Regions from separate parts of the Zea mays genome. Here region 2 is linked to region 1. A link is a contact called in public Hi-C data. All regions are on one chromosome and are shown on one strand. Each heading gives the region's core, a stretch centred on a gene start, on an enhancer-like site or on the middle of the called end of the contact. The rest is flanking DNA. Distances are from core to core; before and after follow the strand shown.

What was found. A called contact is a pair of places that touch in the nucleus more often than the background predicts.
Region 2: a Hi-C map of ear shows a contact between it and region 1, with 3 times the contacts expected there. The contact joins the promoter of LOC103626702 here to the promoter of LOC100285502 in region 1. A contact is called at or near these places in 4 of 25 Hi-C or Micro-C datasets (bundle sheath, ear, endosperm and 1 more).

Annotation. Positions count from the first base shown.
Region 1 is chr5:91,348,096-91,350,902 of Zm-B73-REFERENCE-NAM-5.0, forward strand. LOC100285502 (small nuclear ribonucleoprotein F) reads left to right here and starts at 1,387. Exons shown (of 5, transcript NM_001370715.1): 1 at 1,387-1,513. The coding sequence starts at 1,508.
Region 2 is chr5:91,730,756-91,733,562 of Zm-B73-REFERENCE-NAM-5.0, forward strand. It overlaps LOC103626702 (zinc finger protein CONSTANS-LIKE 3), which reads left to right and starts at 1,331. Exons shown (of 3, transcript XM_008647090.2): 1 at 1,331-2,192; 2 at 2,285-2,422; 3 at 2,559-2,807. The coding sequence starts at 1,581.

The DNA of each region.
Region 1 (2,807 bases), core at 137-2,636:
AAGCTACCGCTTGCCAACCCCTCTCCCACCCTATAAAAGGGAAGGGTTGGCCCTAGGCAAGGGGACGAGGAGACGAAGTCGAGTTCACTTGGACATGCACTCACAAGAACGAACCCCAGATGGACAGACGAATAGGAGGAGGAGCGACGACGAGGACCAGGAGACCGGAGTCCAGCCGACAAGGCAAGACTTAGCTACGACTCCATTATGTAACTTCTAAGCTCCACTTTCACCCCCCGATAAAGAGACTTGTGAGCCTCTCCTCCCTCTCTTGCCCACCTGTAACTCCTATTGTGAGTTTTGATCATCAATGGTGCCTGTAGCGCAAGCCGTCGATGATTGGAAGTAGGGATGTTCTATACAAACCAGTATAAATCTTGCGCCCACCACACACACTCTCTAGAGTCCGGAACACACACAATATATTTACTTGTCGGAGCGAGGTTCGAAACACCTACACATGACCTTATAGTATATTTGATCATGGTTGCATTCATCCCTTGCCAGCAATAAAAGAGGTCCCTGAGGCCCTAGGGGTGGTGGTCCTGACCCTATAGTCTTTTATACCGAGATCTTTAAAATACGTATTAGCAAGCTATGACCTTTCTCGAACGTTGACATAATATTGTAATATTGAATTCCTCCTTATTTAGAGTGTCGTTTAAATAAAAAACACCATTTGTATCTTAAATCTGTATACTATATAAAGCAACAGTTTTCACGGTCGTCGTGCTCCTCCACATTAAATGGTAAAAAACTTAAATTATGCACAAATGAGATTCAGAATCATGGTTGCTAGCTCTAAACCCATGTTGACACCCATCTAGCCAATATTGCACATGTCTTTGTGTTTTATATTCTATACTTACAAATGGAATCATAACAACATACATACACTTTGCTAGTGCATTTTGAATGGACAGTCTTGTTTTCTCTGTTTAGCTAGCTAGATAGCTAGTGATAACATTTAGAGATCTAATTTAGAATATCGTAGGAGGATTTTTTTCTCACCATAATCTCAATTCTTATCAACCAAAAAGATATAAAAAGACTTTTGGAGTTGCTTTTATAGGTATTATTACATATTTTTCTAGGATAAAGGAACAATATAAGTCCATTTTTTTTAAAAAAATATAAATTTACTTTGTAGGAAATTTTATTTTCGTCCCAAAATGTACTCCTCTCGTCAATGGGGATAATGTCTTATTTATGAGTTCCTTTTGACGATGTTAAAATAAAAAAAAAATCAGAATACTTATCGACACTAAGACCCATAAAGTTGCTAACGGGCTGAGGCCTAAAAGGCCAAACCACTTTCCTGGTGGTGGTTCGTTTCTGATCTCTGAGAGTCCGCCCCCCTAAACACCGCTTGGGCTATCCCGAACCCTAACCCCGACCGCCGCGCCAGCTACTCCCGTTTCGTCCTCGCGGCATTCGCGGCGTTTTCTCCCTCTGCTCGAACCGCGCCGACGAGCGACGACAAGAACTGCTCTATTCTTCAAAACAAATGGCGGTAAGCTATTCTGACTTCCACCGGAATGCCCCTCTTCAGGCGATTTACAAACAGACCCGTTCGCAGCTCTTGTGTGATTTTGCGTCGTCGTCTGTTCTTTTATTTTCCACGCTTCCTATCTGTCAAGCGCCTTAAATCGACTAAAATTTCAAGCGACGGCAAGTTGGTGCTGCACCCCAAAGCTCACCACTTCCGGTACTAGGAGAATCTTTGGTAGGTAGGCCGGATTGGGACCGGCGGAGCCGCGGGGACACCGGACACGAGCAAGCGGCGGGAGGCGGGAGGCGGGTGAGCGCGGCCAACTGCCCCGTCGAGGGGTTTCTGCTGTAGTAGTAGGGAGGGCGTTCAAAGTTGAGACACCTAGGTTGAATTCCAGCTAGGTGAGGTGTGCGACTGGAGTAGACACCGATTTTGGTACATTTGATGGAATCAGCTGTGCGACTGGGAAGAGGGGAAATTATGGAAGAGTAATTTTGAAGGCTTATCAGTGTATATTTGAAGGGAATCAGCTGTGCGATTTTATTGACATGGAATTTTCTTTTTCTATTCAAAATTGAATAGGAAGGGGTTTCCTCTCCCATGGATGCCTCTAATTCCCTGGTCACCAAACTAGCCCTCAGAGGTTGTTTGGTTCCCTTGACTGAAGTTTAGTTCGTGTCACATGAAATATCAATTATGAGTAATAGGCTTAATTAGGTTTAATAAATTCGTCTCGTCTTTTAGTCTTCATCTATGTAATGAGTTTTATAATTAGATTATATTTAATACTCGTAATTATCATACAAACATTCGGTGTGACAGGGAGTAAACTTTAGTTGGGTGGAACCAAACACCCCCTTAATGTTAGGGCATGCTTGGACTGAACTTTTTTTGGGGGAGTGACTACCAAATTTTATATCTGAGTAGCCAAAAACCGGATGTGGAAACATGACAGGCCTTTCTGTCTCTTTTTATGGATGTCACTGCTTCTGATCTCAGTCATACCTATCAGAAGTTCAGGCCAGTGGTTTCACCTTTACCAGTACCACTGAAGTATCATATAATAGCTGCAGTTGTTTCTGCTAACTTAATCCAAAGGTAATTTTGCATTCCGGTTCTAAAATTGCTTGTGATCTCAACATCACATGAAAAAGCATCAAATTGTAATGAGCTAAGCAGGGCATAAGCTGTTAAGCTTGATTCCCAGTCTTGTTATTATATTGAATTGCTAAAGTTGCAGGTTAAATCTAATTTACAGTGAAATACTTGACTAGATAATCGGACAACTGCGTTTGTTCTAAATTATGGGTCTCAC
Region 2 (2,807 bases), core at 81-2,580, 380 kb after region 1:
TTGCGCTCACTAAGTCACCAGGGTCCCACCACGTCGTTGCAATGCAACAAATGTTGTCGCTTGTCACCGCCTACCTTCGCTTGCCCTCGCTGCCCCTCATATCTTGCCCCCTCATCGTCGCCATCTCGAGGCAGACTTGCCACAGCGATGCGTCGATGCGGTCGCTTCACCCCGGAGCTCTCCCCTCGCCCCTTGTTGGGCCAACCCTTTCCCTCTGTCTCCGCTTTTCCCATAGGGTGGCTAAAAAGGTTTTCTGATATTCATATCATTTTAGAACGCTCCTAATACTATCACTTAATCTCGTTATTATTATGAAGCTATTTTTATCTAGTGATTTAGTTATCATAATTTGTTTTTTTATAGTGGCGTCCCACCTAGAATTTTGTTTCAGAGTCCCAAGTGGGTTTGATTGCCAACGCGGGCGGTGGCTAGTAGCTGACATACTGGCCGCCGGCCAAAACGACCACGTCAACAGCTCACCATAAAGCTAGACCTTGTCTCTTAGCGCCTCTCTCGAGGTTAACCGCGTGGTGATGCTGTCGTCGCGTCAGAGTTGCCGCTTTCGTACGTCGTAATATCTTCTTCTCCCCGCTCGATCTTATCGTTTACGGACTCAGACTCACGCAAATTACGTTGGTCAAGTATTTTAGCTAGGTTATCAGTTCATTAGCTCGTGTCATAAGCTTAAATAAACTACTAGGCTTAAAGTCGCGATTAAGCGGCAGGGATGCTATGATTAAACAGCGTATCCGTACAGCAATTATCCGGACCCTTGCCGTCTAAGGGCATGTACAGTGGAGAGACACCAAAACGGTTCTCCAAGTACAGGAGACAACTAAGAGACTCTATTGTACAATGGAGTGTCTATAAACGTAGTTTATTAATAAATACAGAATTAAATGTATTTGTATAGCATCAGATCGATAGAACAGACGACAAACTCGTACAGTGGGAAGTAAGGCGTCTGTTGTTACTTGGTTTACGAGCCAGAGGCGTCTCTTCACGGAGAGACGACTCTAAGATTTTTTTGCAAATAACCCCCTAAAACACCTTAAGAGCCCCCATATTAAACACCACTGTACATGCCCTAATGACCTAGTACTAATCACTGGCGGCCAAGACCAGGGATGATAGCTCGTGCGGGCCCCACGGCTCCCATGACCCGGCATCGGCACGTGGGCCCTCGCCACCCAAAAATCCACGAGATCAACATTTCTCGTGTTTTCGCTTGGCCCGCGACGGCCCACGTGTCCCCAAGCCCACGTCACCGTCGCCGCCCATGCCCCACCTACCGGTACTATCTACTCTCTCTCTCCTCCGGCCTCCGCCTTCGACAAGCGCGCCCACCCGCGCGACAGCGGGCGCGCGCGGCTGCGACTGCTGCTGCTGCTTCTTCTCCACTTCTCCTTCCTTCCCCTATAAAGCAAGGAATAGTCGCAGCTTGCCCCAGCTTCGCAAGCTTTCCTGCTAATCCCTGCCATTAGTAGCAAGCAAGCAAGAAAGCAGTGGTAGTAGGTGCCACCCACACGGTTTTCACGGCTGCCGGCTGGGAGCGACCGAGGAGATCGTCGTCACGCTCGATGGAGGCCCTGGTGGGGAGGTACTGGGGTCTGGGGGGACGGCGGTGCGGGGCGTGCGGCGGATCGCCGGCGGCGGCGCACTGCCGGACGTGCCCGGGCGGCGCGTACCTGTGCGGGGGGTGCGACGCGGGGCACGCGCGGGCGGGGCACGAGCGGGTGTGGGTCTGCGAGGTGTGCGAGTGCGCGCCGGCCGCCGTGACGTGCCGCGCCGACGCCGCCGCGCTCTGCGCCGCGTGCGACGCCGACATCCACGACGCCAACCCGCTGGCGCGCCGCCACGAGCGCGTCCCCGTGCAGCCCATCGGCGCCGCCGCTGATCCCGCCGCGGAGAAGGCGGCGCTGCTGTTCGGCCTTGCCGCGGAAGGGAAGGACGGCGGCGACGCGGCCAAGGTCGTCGTCGACGCCAGTAAGCTGGACCTCCTGTTCGCGGACGACGTGGTCGACCCGTTCCTCGCCCAAGACTTCGCCAGGTTCCCGCACGCCGACAGCGTCGTGCCGAACGATGGATCCAACTGCGGCGCCGCTGTGGACTTCGACTTTGGTGGCGGCGTCGCCGTCGCCGCCAAGCAGCCGTCCTACAGCTCCTACACGGCGGCGTCGCTGGGCCACAGCGTAAGCGTGCCTTTTTAGTGAAGTGGTTCTGTCACCGTGCTCGTGATTATTGTTTTTCTATTCCTAATCTTCCTTTGGTTTTGGTCGAGCAGGGCTCGTCGTCGGAGGTCGGCCTGGTCCCAGACGTGATGTGCGGCCGCGGTGGGAGCGTGACCGGCGGCGTCATCGAGCTCGACTTCGCGCAGTCCAAGGCGGCGTACCTGCCTTACGCTGCAACTCCTACCCACAGCGTAAGGCCATGTGCTCTGCGCTCCCAGTCCCAGCTACAGAACAGTCTGCTTTGCTTTGCGATCAAAACGCGAAGAGCACGTAAGTGCATGCATGGAGGGTGCACCGATCTGAACTTGGTTTTCTGGTAATGTCCAGCTGTCGTCTTTGGACGTGGGCGCCGTGCCGGAGCGCAGTGACGGGGTCATGGCGGGCAGGCTCGCGACGCCGACGCCGGCGACGGCCACGGAGAGCAGGGAGGCGCGGCTGATGCGTTACCGCGAGAAACGGAAAAACCGGCGGTTCGAGAAGACGATCCGCTATGCGTCCCGGAAGGCCTACGCGGAGTCGCGGCCGCGCATCAAGGGCCGCTTCGCCAAGCGCGCGGATGACAACGACGCCGACGCC